2 separate regions of the Mus musculus genome follow, and region 1 is linked to region 2. A link is a contact called in public HiChIP or PLAC-seq data. All regions are on one chromosome and are shown on one strand. The core of a region is the stretch at or near the end of the contact, and the rest is flanking DNA. Distances in the headings are between cores, read along the strand shown. Region 1 overlaps Clic5 (chloride intracellular channel 5). Region 2 overlaps Rcan2 (regulator of calcineurin 2).

What was found. HiChIP or PLAC-seq counts read pairs in DNA pulled down with a chosen protein or histone mark.
Region 1: a contact with region 2 is called in an HNF4G HiChIP or PLAC-seq map of pancreatic cancer cells. The contact joins two enhancer-like sites. A contact is called at or near these places in 1 of 484 Hi-C or Micro-C datasets (embryonic stem cells), 1 of 115 datasets of contacts at active chromatin or transcription factors (pancreatic cancer cells) and 1 of 9 other capture datasets (adipose tissue).

What each region holds. Positions count from the first base shown.
Region 1 is chr17:44,236,849-44,242,963 of GRCm38.p6, reverse strand. Clic5 (chloride intracellular channel 5) reads right to left here. Exons shown (of 6, transcript NM_172621.2): 2 at 5,722-5,831; 3 at 805-930. Among named protein-coding and RNA genes, the nearest start is that of Clic5, 51 kb to the right of the region's middle. Within about 2 kb of position 3,748, at least 227 of the 459 cell types and tissues checked have an H3K27ac peak or open chromatin away from gene starts, as enhancers often do. A contact at or near this core is called in pancreatic cancer cells, where this site is marked.
Region 2 is chr17:44,033,852-44,040,951 of GRCm38.p6, reverse strand. Rcan2 (regulator of calcineurin 2) reads right to left here. Exons shown (of 5, transcript NM_207649.1): 5 at 1,436-3,979. The coding sequence ends at 3,819. Among named protein-coding and RNA genes, the nearest start is that of Gm34857, 6.3 kb to the left of the region's middle. Within about 2 kb of position 5,766, at least 18 of the 459 cell types and tissues checked have an H3K27ac peak or open chromatin away from gene starts, as enhancers often do. A contact at or near this core is called in pancreatic cancer cells, where this site is marked.

The DNA.
Region 1 (6,115 bases), core at 2,499-4,998, 200 kb before region 2:
GCCCAGCTTACAGATCTTACAGCTGAAGATCCTTCCGTGGCGACCCTGCAGCACTGAGCTCATGCCTGACTCTGTCAGGAACGCCGGGGTTTCCAGTGTAACAACGAGGTAGGATTGTTTTCATCTCTGATTACTGTATTCTGCAATTAATGACCCCAGACTCGGCCATCTTTTAGACTATGTCTCTTACCTCCTCTTGTATCAGCAATAGCTAATCTGCCCCCGTGAGAACTCTCAGCTCCTACACCTGCCAGTCCCAATCTGTATTTGTATGTATGTATGTATGTATGTATGTATGTATGTATGTATGTGGCTTGCTCAGACTTATGGCTCCTGGTGTGGTCTCAGTTTCCTGGTTTGTCATCATTACATCAGCCTTTTATCCCTTCTACTGAAGATGAAGAAGTTTGCACAATCTTGAGCTTTTCAGGAGAATAAGGCTGGTGGGGAGAGAGGGGGGAAGGGAGAAGGAAAGATGGAGGGGGAGGGGAGGGGAGGGGGAGGGAGAGGGAAAGATGGAGGAGAGGGAAAGATGGACGGGAAGAGAGAGGAGGAGGGGAGGAGAAGGGGGAGGGGGAGAGGGAGGGGGAGGGGGAGGGGAGAGAGGGAGATCTTCCCAGGTCCCCTAAAGGCACTCTGTAGGAACTGACTGGCAATACCTATGGGTAACTTGCCTTAATGCACCCACTCTGAGATTGGCATTCCATTTTGCTAACCTCAAACTGAAGCAGCCCCACTGGAAATCTACCTTCCCACAGCTAACTCTCTCCCTGTCCATAGGTCTGTAAAGAACCAGCTCATTACTTCTCGGGGGTTAGGGTCTCCTCCAGGAACTCTTCAATCTTGTTGACATCTGTCTTCACATCCCCATTGAAGGTCAGGAAGGGCGGGTGCGTGCCAGGAGCCAGGTTGTGTAGATCGGCTGGCTTTCTGTGGAGAGAGTAAGATTCCAGTGATGGTGTGAACCATTGTCCCTCTGGTTCTGAGAAGCCTATGGCATGAACTCTGGTCTGGGGTTAATCAACATGCTTGTAGCATAACCAGATTTGTGGTACTAGGTGTGAGACAGTAGGAGCTGGATAGAGCTCTGTGGGCCTGTGGTGTGAAACCGAAAACTCATCCACAGGAAGAAAATGGCAGAAGTAACTCACAAGTGGAAGCTGAACACAACTGAAAAGCCCGGAGAGGATCATGGTGACCGTCTAAATTAGCTCCCGGCTTTAACTGCACAGGACTGTGCTTCCAAATGCCCTCTTACTAATTATTCCAACAAAACACACAATTCCAGGCTTGACAAATTAACACAGCGGGGCTGAAGAAATGGCTCAGCGGTTAACTGGCCTCCACAAACAAAAATAAGTAACACATTGGATCCTAAATGTATTTGAATACTATATTACTATATGCATGTGTGTGTGTGTGTGTGTGTGTGTGTGTGTGTGTGTGTGTGTTTTGGGGACTTCTTCAAGTTCCAATGCTCCCATTCTGAGTAACATACATTTTAATATGTAGCAATTAACATCTAATATTGTTCAATCTCTTCCTAGACTTCACAAATATACACACATATAATTTGCCTCTAAATGATCCCTGGCATGGAGGATCCATGAGAGAGGGAACTAGTAATTGAAAACCAGACTGTTGGATGAAGTCAGTGTGTTCAAGGAGCATTATTGCTGTTTAACCAATGGACCCTGGTGAAAACTCATGGGGTTAGGTCCAGAGGCCTACGTTCAATATTGCAGATCAGGAAACATCAGGGAGGCTATGGCTAAGGGTTCTACATCAAGAACTATGAGCTGGGCTTGGTGGTCCATCCATTCCTGTTATCCCAGAGCTTGGAAGGCTGGAGCAGGGGGATTGCTACCATTGTGATACCAGCTTGGGCTACAGACTAGAATACCGTCTCGGAAATTAATCAAACAGACAAAGAGTTCCCAACACCTACATTCAGTTTCCAAAACCCACAAGGCAGCTAACAGCTCAGAATTGCCTGTAAATCCAGTTGCAGGAGGACTGATGCCCTCTTCTGGCCCCTTCAGGTACTGCACACACACAGTGAACAGACACACATGCAGGCAAATCAGCCACACATGTATAATAAAAAATTAAATTTAAAAAGGGTTAACTTTAACTGTGAAATTAGAACTCAAAAGTTGGTCTGATATTGAAAAAACTCCAACCCAATTATGAAAGTTTGTGCTTTTCAATGAATGCCAGGGACCAGTAGGCAGCTATCCTACAGGAAACCAGTTAATAATCCAACATACTTCACCATTTACTGTTTTTAATCTTAATTTGAGCACACATTTTTAAAAAATATAACCATTATGATTTTAATTTTACTAAAACTTAGTTGTTTTGTGAAAGATTTTTAAAATTAATTTAATATATGTAAATTGAAGATCTCCCCAGTCAGAAATGGAATCTTTTACAATAAAGATTGAGGGCACTTAAGGGGTACTTATAGTTATAAATAATCCAATTCCAAGGAGTCACAACTTCATTTATCTAGTAGGACTTGAGTAAACACAATGACTCATGTTGAGGAAAGCAGTTTCCTTTTGTCTCAGGTTTTCCCGGGACCAGTAAAACCTTATAGATGAAGGCTACCTTGCCAAACTCAGTCCTTCTGAAGAGAGAATACAGGCCCGCTTGTCCCAACTAGACAAGTGAGCTGAGGCAGAAAGAGCTCAAGTTCAAGGCCAGCCTGGACTCCCAGAGTGAACTCAGGTTTAGTCTGGGAAAGTTCGCAAGATCTATATCAAAACAGAAAGTACGAAGAGGGAGCCGGTTTGAAATAGCAAGCCCTTGCCTAGTATGTGTGAAGCCCTGGTTCCATCCCGGACTCCATACCAAAGCATAAACAAGAAAGGTATCTTGCTATGCTGCTCGCAGTCACTCTTAAATCTAAGATAACCCAGTGTCGGGAACCTCACCACCTTTGCAGCGCACACAGGAGACACTGCATGCATCAGGGAGAGGGAGATGCTGAGGTCCTCGTGATCCAGAGAGGCAGGGGAAGATGTTAGGGAAGAGTACAGCAATGTGGAGCATGCATCCAATGAATGAACAAGGAGTAATCAATCGAACTTTCTAGACTCAGCCCTCAACAGTGCCTGGTGTGGTCCCTGTCGGTGCTGGATACTTAGTATATTGAGTGCCACAGGGAAGGTACGTCAAGAACGCAAGAAGGACATTGCGTCTGTTAGTGCCAGTGATGTGGTGTGCTTCTAAAATCCCTCCTGCCAGGTGGTCAAATTCCTGAGCCAGTATCAAGGAAGGAGGGGACGGGGTGGGGTGGGGGTGTGGCTTAGCAACAGGAAGTGGAGACTCCCGGCTGTACTGAGGAAACAGGGTAGGGCTCACGCAGGAGTCTCAGGGCAGCCATGGGAGTTTCCATTCTCTGAGTTTGCAACATTCTTTGTGGCCACTGGAGCAGAAAATATGAGATGGAGAAACTGTAAAATGTCAACGAGAGGGGGCAGAGGCTTCTGTGAGGAGACAAATTCCTGGTCTAATCAGCTAGGGAGGGGACGACAAGAATTCCAGTGACAGCTCCCAAGTCACTCCCAACAGGCTGCTTGCTCTCCAGCCTCCTTCTGTGACACTCAAACAACTGAGACTAATTTACTTAGTTCCTTGTTGACTCAGTGTGCGTCCCTCCCCTCACATAAAGAGAGGACATTCTTTGCAGGCTGCTCCTGTTTTGTAACTGACACTGGCCAGGAAGGAAGTCCTCTCTGGTCTTATTTTGGAGCAGTTACTGTGGCTTAAAGACACAGCGGTCTGTTAGTCTGTTGACGGGGCAGCAGTGTGGTTTTGTTTGTGACGGGGCAGCAGTGTGGTTTCGTTTCTGGGATCCTGGGGGTACTTTGGCTGCTAGGTTCTGACACCTTTGGGACATGCCACTTCTGGCTCCTGAAGCTGGGCATTGTCAAAAGCATGCTGGCCAGCGCCACCCCTTCCTCTCTCAGTCAGCTCCCACCCCCGCAGTTGGAATTGAAATTACAGAATTCCATGTCTCCAGATTGGATTTGTGAATTATTTCACGGGCCTCATCCTTTCTTTAGCTCCCTGATTCACAGCTCCATGAGGGGCGCCGGGTTTCAAGTTCGTGCAGCAAGCCAAGTAGAATCCTAAACATAAACCCATGGCCCACCTCTTTAAACCCCTAACAGCACTCTCTCGGATTAAAAACTGGGATAAGATCAGTTTTCATAGGAATTAGTATTTGTGTGCGTGCGGATAGTGCTGTAAACAAAGGTGACCACCAAGGCAGCCTTAGAGGGATGTCGGCAGGACTGGGTCTGATAATGTGTGTGAGAGAAGCAGAAGCATCCTTAAGATGCCCGAGAGACTCCGTCCCCTGCCTGAGCTCCAGCTTGGAACTCTAGTGAGAGTTCTCTCCTACGGATGAGAATCTAAAGACTCTGGTCTCTCGGAAAGGAAGCTCCTTGCCCAGGCTCTGGGATCCTGCTCGTTTTAGTTGTTACAGACACAGGCTGCATGGGAGGTACATGCTCCCTTACTGTGCCAGACACTAGGATCTTAGCAGCAGCCCCTCTATTTCCAGCTGGTAGGAGACCTCAGTGGGTCTGCTCGGCTTCCTTGTCTAATATAGAATGCTGGAATTTCCCTTATGAAGTACCTATCACGGGATTTTGCAGGGGAAAGCCATCAGCAGTTAGGAAGCATTGGAGTTGTAGATGTTACGACGAGGTAAGGCACTAAAGGATGACTCCGCCTGAGGAAGCTCAGATCGGACCTAGGTGAGTTTCAAGGGAGGCCACTCCGGACAGTGATGGGTTACAGAGGCCTTCCCAAGAAGTTGGGACTGAAACTGAGCCTAGAGGCAGGAGATTCTCAAGTTCCGAGGAACGAGGAGGAGAAGCCTGACGAATGTAGAAGAAGCCTCTTACCAGGAGCTTCTGGGAACAAGAGCAGCCCCGAGGGCAGATGGGACCCAGGGAGGAGCATTAGACCTGAACAGAGTAGGCTGTTTTGGAAGCCTTTCCACCATGGGCTGGAGGACGTGGCCAAGCTTTGCTGGACACTGTTAGCCGCCACGGAGTTAAGACACCTTCTACGTCTACTCAGAGGACCCAGACTATAGCTCAGTGACAGCACTTGAACGGCATGCAGGGAGCCCCAAGTTAGATCCTTAGCACAACAGGTAACTATGAATACAATGGAACTCAGGAGTGCAAAGGAATAGACACAATCAAGCTGTATGTTTCGCCTCTTAGGGCCTGTACATGCAGTCCTCGGGTCCAGAACCCTCCCACTAGGTGTTCTGAAAGCCAAGACAAATCCTCAGTAAAGGTCTTGATTCTAATTCCCTGAAAATTCAGCTGTCAGTGCTGAAGCCCACCAGGGTCCTGCAGACCTAACGCCTGTGCTATTGTGATATATGTTTTTATACGCCTGTGCCCATCCTTGAGGCAGACACTTGTTGTGTGCCCTTGCCTTCCCTTCTCTTTTCTTCTTGCTAATCAACGGATGCCAACCAGGGTAGTGAAGCACAGCCCTGAGGGAGGTTCTGGTTATGTTTCTTTTAGCCTCCTTTGTGAGCTGGGTTGGGCCCTGGGAACAGTTCTGGGCAATGAGATGGGATTCATCCGAGGTTTCCTGGAGCCCCAGGATGGCCCTGGATTTGCTCTCATTCCATCTGACTCTTCCTTGCGCTAGATGTCCCCTCATGAACACAGGGTCCTTTACCTTTTCAGATCCACGGTGGTGACATTGAACACGACTCCTTTCAGCCAGAGGATCATGAAGAGACGCTGAGAGAAGGGACAGTTGCCAATGCTTTCCCCGTCGATCCCAGCCTGGAAAGAAAACAAAGGCAGAAGCCTGAGTCTCAGGGCACTGGTGCACAGAAAAGAATATGGATCATAAAGAACAAACTCTGGGCTTAGAGCCACACACCTCCCAGCCAACTTCAGAGATCCGTTGTATCCTTCTCCGTTTCCCTACTATTAGGGCAGAACGATGCCTGTGCCTTGTGTGCTCTTCATAAATGCTGAGCTGGAGCTTCCAACATGAGATGTTCTAGAACCACACTTTCTGAAACCACAGAACCTCCAGGCTCTCTAAATAAAGCAGGAGTGAA
Region 2 (7,100 bases), core at 4,517-7,016:
CAACACTTGAAGGACATATGAGTTGTATAACGTTAATAGCTCCTGGTCACTCTTCTCTGGGCCTTGTACATATTTTTATATTGATATGAGAGCTTTCCTCTATGTGCTTCAGAGTGCAAGAGCTTTAGCCAGGCATGCCCATGGTGCTGTTAGCTACTGCCCAAGCATTCTCAGATGATCACTGTGTCTTCTTCATGCGGGCCTCTTCTGCTGCCTTCCCAGGACTCCCTAGTTCTGCACACTTCACTGCTGCTAGAGGCCAGGTATGTTCACCTTTGAGGTTTCTTCTTGACTGACAAGAGGTGAGGTGGAGCACCTTTGACTGTTTATGGGCCTTCAGATAGTTAAGGCACATGGATCTATGTGAATTGCCCGATGTAGGTTAATCATCAAAAAGAAAGTATTGTATGTCTTTTACAACTGGCTTTTAGAGCAGCAATTCTCAACTTGTGGGTTTTGACCCCCTAAAGAACATTGGAAAAATACAGATATTTATATTATGATTCATAACAGTAGCAAAATTACACTTAGGAAGTAACAATGAAAATAATTTTATGGTTAGGTGTCACCAAGACATGAAGACATGTATTAAAGGGTCGCAGTGTTAGAGAGGTTGAGAACCATTGCTTGGCTGTGAGTTATTTAACTCCTCCATGTGTATCGGCTCTAACCTTAATGATTTCCAGAAAGCAAACCTTTTATATTTCACGAGCATTTCTTTTATTGTTTAAGGGCTCTCTATCAGAGGGCTTCCTGTTAGTGTTTTTAAAGAACATAGTGGGAAGGTGTTAAAAAATGTTCTTAGTCCTGAACACAGGGACCCCAATGGAGGAGCTAGAGAAAGTACCCAAGGAGCTGAAGGGGTCTGCAACCCCATAGGTGGAACAACAATATGAATAGCCAGTACACCCAGAGCTCGTGGCTCTAGCTTCATATGTAGCAGAAGATGGCCTAGTCGGCCATCATTGGGAAGAGAGGCCCCTTGGTCTTGCAAACTTTATATGCCCCCGTGCAGGGGAATGCCAGGGCCAGGAAGTGGGAGTGGGTGGGTTGGGGAGCAGGGTGGGGGGGGAGGTATAGAGGACTTTCGGGATAGCATTTGGGATGCAAATGAAGAAAATATCTAATTTTTAAAAAGGTGTTCTTAGCACACTTGAAATGCCTTTTGGAATCAGTATGGTTGAACTTGACAGTAAAATAACCTTCTGAGCCCCCTTAATGAGAAGCCAACCCATCTTTCCAGGCTTGGCTTAAATAACTTCTTCATGGGAATGCTATTACCAGCTTCCCTCCTAGTTCATTAGGAAGAATATCATTGGGTTAGCTCCATACGTTGGTTACCCTTCAGAAAACTCCAAGCTGGCTTGCACTCCCCCACCTCCCCAGCCTCAGGGATCCTTAGTCCAGGCAGACAAGTCAGAAATGATGCCACACAGACAGTCATTCACCAGATATATTTGAACTCTAAGCTCTTTGAGCTGTACACGTGCACAAATGATTCAGTTGGTGGAAACCTTCCCCTTCCCCTCCATTTAAAAACGTTTCAAACTTAAAAGAGCGCTAAAGAGGTTTGCATAATGAGCATCATGGAAGTGTCCAGGTGACTTTCTCGATGCTGGGAGGTCCCGTGGCTTCCCCATTCCTTCTGGGGAAAGCTCCCCCTCCCCCGTCCCCATGCTCAATCTAGCGCGAGAACCCCTTGATCTGTAGCAGGTTAACGTCAACAGATGGCAATACAGTTTACTAAGACTAATCATCTGGGCCGTCTAGAACACTGAGTTCTTAAGGACTATGCAAGGTAGTCACACTCAACTTTTACTAAATTAGACATTTCTGCTATCATTGTTTGGAAGCGCAAATTATTTCCCAGACTTTCATTTTGTTTCTCTCTCTCTCTCTCTCTCTCTCTCTCTCTCTCTCTCTCTCTCTCTCTCCTGCATCCTGAAAGTTAATGTGGATTAGAAGGTCAGCCCCTGGTAGTTGACTGTTGTAATCAATCCATCTATACAACCGATTTCACTGTTTCTGCCACGAGAGGGCATCATCTCGCCACTATTTCTAGTCTTTCCATGGCCAATTTAAAAAAAAGAAAACAAAACCTTCCACAACAAAGGAAAGTCAAAGCCTTTGCTTACTGTGTACACTCCTCAGATCTGATTTTGAAAAGACGACTTGTTTTCCCCATGGAAACTTAGGATTCCACAAGCAATACTGTCCTCGGTCTCAATCGTACTGTACCGTGTCCGGCACTATATTGCTATATTTCACAGTAGAACGGACTTTTAATTTTCTGAATGATCAGTCTAGGTTTGAAGTTTCTGCGGAAACTAACATACACCTTAATCAAAAAACCACAATTATCCCCCCATCAGGTGGCTGTGTTAGTGTTCTTGTGTGTTACTCCGAGGCTTAGGCCATGAAAGTCCTTGCCTGTTGTGTGGTAAATGGTATTTGCATCCAAAGTTACTAGTTAATGAACAGGAATAGATGAGGCTTGACACATGGAGCAGAAAGTATGGTTCTGCAGGTGTATCTTCTGTAATGCACTTTGGGCTAGAGATATACAAAAGTCACACATAACAAAAACAAGGAACTTTTGAGCGCATGGGCATTGGATGAATGGGAAGGGCATCCGTTTACCCATCATCCTTTGTGCTCTGAAATGCTCAGCTGTATACATTTCTTGGATTTAGCGTCACCCAAGTTGCTTATAACTGATACTTGGATCTTTGTTTGGAAACAGGTGGTTTGGACAGCAAAGGTTGGCTAGTCAGTTATCTATTGGCATGAGACATTGCTGTTCCCTTTTACAACTTAGCACGAACCGCAATAGCATGTAATAGTATCAGGTTATCTACATTAGAATCAGAATGCATTCAGAAGCAACACAGGTATGATGTCATTAAGCAGCTAATGGTTGAACAATCACTAAATAAAAAACATCCAGATTTTAAAAGCACAGCTCAAACATCTGTACAAATATACAAAGGGGTAGGGGACAGTCATTCAGACACTATGAGATTTTATAATAAATAGGTTTGTCTGAAATCGGTCTCTGTCACTTGGACAAGCCTCCCCAGTAACACTGGGTAGACCTCTGTGGTAGTGATGTTCAACATCTTTGGGGCCATGCTCAATTTTACCTCCAGGAATTTGGCCAGAGTTATATGATGTAATTGACTCAAACTAATAATGATTCCCAGACTTATTGAGCTGAATGGTGCTGCGGATGCCCCTTGTCTATACAGGACAGGGCTGGGATACCACAAGTTGGGGCATACCCTCAAAATCATCAAAATCAATGCTGGTGATCGTGCATGTCCTGGGAATGTCGGGATGCAGAGGACTGGGTGAGACCAGATAGGGGGATCTCATGCAGTCAAAGCCAAGTTTACTTATGGTCCTATATAAGTGGCCAGGAAAAAAACATCACACACACACACACACACACACACACACACACACACACAGGACTGAACTGGAGCAGCTCACAAACAACATAAAGGCTCTTCATTACCGATGTCTCTGGCTTGGATCAACATGAAAGAACAGAGATATGGGCTGTACTGATTATTTAATAAGAAAATACTACCCTCTATCTAGAACTTTCTAAGTGATGGATTGTAGTTAATGGGTAGGAGTTGATTGGGAGACATATCACCTTTGCCTAGCCCTTTTGTCCGAGAGGCTTAATTACAAGGAAGGATTCGCAAACAACCAAACACCCAGGGACTTAAAGGCAATTAATTGTTTGGACAAACAACAAGGGGGGGGGCGGGAAGCATGATAAGAGGAGATGCATGTTATCATGGACGTGCTCAGTTGGACACGGAGGGTGGCAGGCCGGGACGCCGGGTCTGGATGATTTTTGGCTTTGGGGAAGTCTTTGGGTCCTCCTCCTCCTCCATGTCGCTGTCACACACATGCACCACGACGCTCGGTGTAGACTCAGTTCCAGCGTGCAGCTCATATTTCTCTCCTGAAAAGCAAGAGACATTGGCTGAGAAAAGGGACAGAGGTTTGTTGTTTGGTTGGTTGGGGTTTTTTTTTTTTTTGTCTATTTGTTGTTGTTTGTTGTTGTTTTGTTTTGTTGCTGTTTTGAGACAGGGTCTCTCTGTGTAGCTCCAGCTGTCCTTTAACTCACTCTGCAGACTAGCCTGGCCTCAATCACAGAGATCAACCTGCCTATGCTTCCTAAGTGCTGGGATTAAAGGCATGAGCCTGGCTGAAGGTGTTTTTAAATTCATTTTCTCATATATTACATCCTGACCACAGTTTCCTCTCCCCCACTCTCTCCCTGCATTTCCCCCACCTACCCCTCCATTTCTCTTCAGAAAAGGGCAGGCCTTCCATGGATATCAACCAAAGAGCATGTCAAATAAGACTAGACACCTCCCCTCGAATTAAGGCTGAACAAGGCAATTCAGTAGTAGGAAAAAGATCAAGAGAGTCAGAGATAGCCCCTGCTCCCACTGTTAGGAGTTCTACAAGAAGACCAAGCTTTACAACTATAACACATACCTAGGTCAGACTCATGCAGGCTCCCTAGTTGTCAGTTCTGTTTCTCTGAGCCCCTGTGAGCCTAAGTTAGTTGATTCTTTGGGTTTTCCTGTGGTGTCCTTGACCCCTCTGGTTCCTTTTGTCCTTCCTCTCCCTCAGGAAAGAGTCTTAAAAGCTGCTTTAGTAAGGTTTGCAAAGGAAATAGGTCAAACATGTTTTGGTGCATTGGGAAGCCTGCGATCTGACATCAGATGGAATAAGGCCTGTCTGTCATTGTGTCCTAGCTAACATCTATCAAATATTCAACTGCCATCTGTCCACTATCAACTAGCCAACCACAAATAAGCCATTTAACCTTTCTCAGGACAGCAAGCACTGTAATGCTCTGGCTCCTCAGTGCCCTCCAAAAGCTCAGGTTGCCATGCCCTTGGACATGAGAGAACATTCAAGAGCTGAAGCATCACAGAAGGAAGTTAGACCATTGAGGATATGCTCCTGAAGGTGATGATCAGACCCCGGCCCTCTTCTCTCTCCTTTTTTGCTTCCTGACCTCCATGAGGTAAGTGGGTCTGCCTTCTCCATCATGGTTCTGTAGAAAGATTCTCTTATCAATATCACTCGTCAATAAATAAGCTGACGGCTAATGAGCTGAGGCAGAAATAGGGGGTGAGGCACTGGCAGGAAGAGAGGGGATTCTGGAAAATAGTAGGAAATGAAAGAGAGACACAGGGGAGAGCCAAGAGAGATGAGATTCAAGACCAAGAAGATGGGCGTAAACCAGCATGCAGATACTGAGGAGATTCTAAGGAAGAAGTGGGCTGGGACTAAAGAAGAGGTAACTAACCACATAGACATAGAATAGTTTAAATGGGCTAAATAAGTTACGAGCTAGTCAGGGAATGAGCCAAAGCTTATGGCCTAGAAATAATAATAATAATAATAATAATAATAATAATAATAATAATAATAATAAATGTCTTAAAGTTGTTATTGATGGGGACTAAAGGACCAAAAGGAAAAAACAGATTTAAAAATTACTTTTACATGGTTCCCTCCTGACAACTGTGCTTCACAGCACCAAGTGAGCATGGACCAAAGGCTCTGAAGCCATAAGCCCAAATCAACTTCATTGACTGATTAGTTTAGGTGTCTTGTCTCAGTGACAGAGAGCTGACTAACACAGCCAGTTAGTCAGACCTGTTACTGTTTGATCCCAGGACTTGCTGCTAATGGCTGAGTAATCTTGAGTCAAACATGTTTTGGCAGAGATAGTCTTTAAATTCTCCTCCAGATGTATGATTCACACAACCACAGCTCTGGGGTATAATAGGCATGGATTATTGCTTGTCCGGAATCTTCAGTGGTTAGTGAGTGACTGGTTGGTGATCATTAAGGCCATAATCCCAAGAGTCTTTCATTCTCTCTCTCTGTCTCTCTCTGTCTCTCTCTCTGTCTCTCTCTCTGTCTCTCTGTCTCTCTCTCTCTCTCTGTCTCTCTCTCTCTGTCCCTCTCTCTGTGTCTCTCTCTCTGTCTCTGTCTCTCTCTCTCTCTCTCCCTCGCCCCCCTCTCTCCCTCTCACTGTCTCTTTGGCTTGGGGGTACATAGGTATATAGATATGCATATGTGTACATGAGCATATGCAGCCTAGAGGACATTCATAGATATTGTCCCTCTTGCACATCCACCTTTGGCTGTTGTTTGTGGTGGTTTGAATATGCTTGGCCCAATGAGTGGCACTATTAGGAGGGGCGGCTTTGTTGGAGGAAGTATGTCACTGTGGGGGTGGGCAAAGAGACCTTCCTCCTAACCATGTAAGAGCCACTCTTCTAGCAGCCTTCAGATGAAGATATAGAACTCTCAGCTCCTCCTGCACCATGCTTGGCTGGACATTGCCATGCTCCTGTCTTGATAATGGACTGAACCTCTGAACCTGTAAGCCAGTCCCAATTAAATGTTGTCCTTATAAAAATTGCCTCTGGTTCCCTGTTTTACAATCAAGTCACTCCCTGGCATCTATATGTCTTCATTTCACCTCAGTAGGTATTTCTTGAGCCTCTCCCATGGTCTTCCCCATTGCTGAATGCACAGTGTAGTCAAACAACATTTGTGCCTTAACAGCATAGACCAGTAGAAGCAACACAATCTCCATGTACAAGAGAAGGTGGGTCTACAGCCTGTACTGTCTCCATAACTGTTAGCATCTCCATCTTCCCCTGAAACCTCACTCCTTACAGCCCATCCTTCAGGACTCAACAGAGAAAGGACTTCTAAAGGTAGTATCTTCTAGATTGTATCTTGGTGACCAACTCCCCAAGTCTCACCAAGTTCAGATGTCCTTGAACTAGTCAAGAAGATTCTGTGTCACCTCTCAGCAGTCTTTTCCTGAATTCACCCACTCTCCGTGTGCTTTGTCAGAGTGACTTACCAGTTCTCGCCTAATCATGGTGTCTATATTCTTACACTCGGCCTATCTGCTGCTATTATTTGGAACCATCTCACCTCTCTCTAAGAGTTCCTTAAATCTTGCCTTCCTACAAGGATCACAACCTAGAAACCACCCTGCCCAGGAATCGTGCCTGCTGTCCTAGGTCTGTAATGTG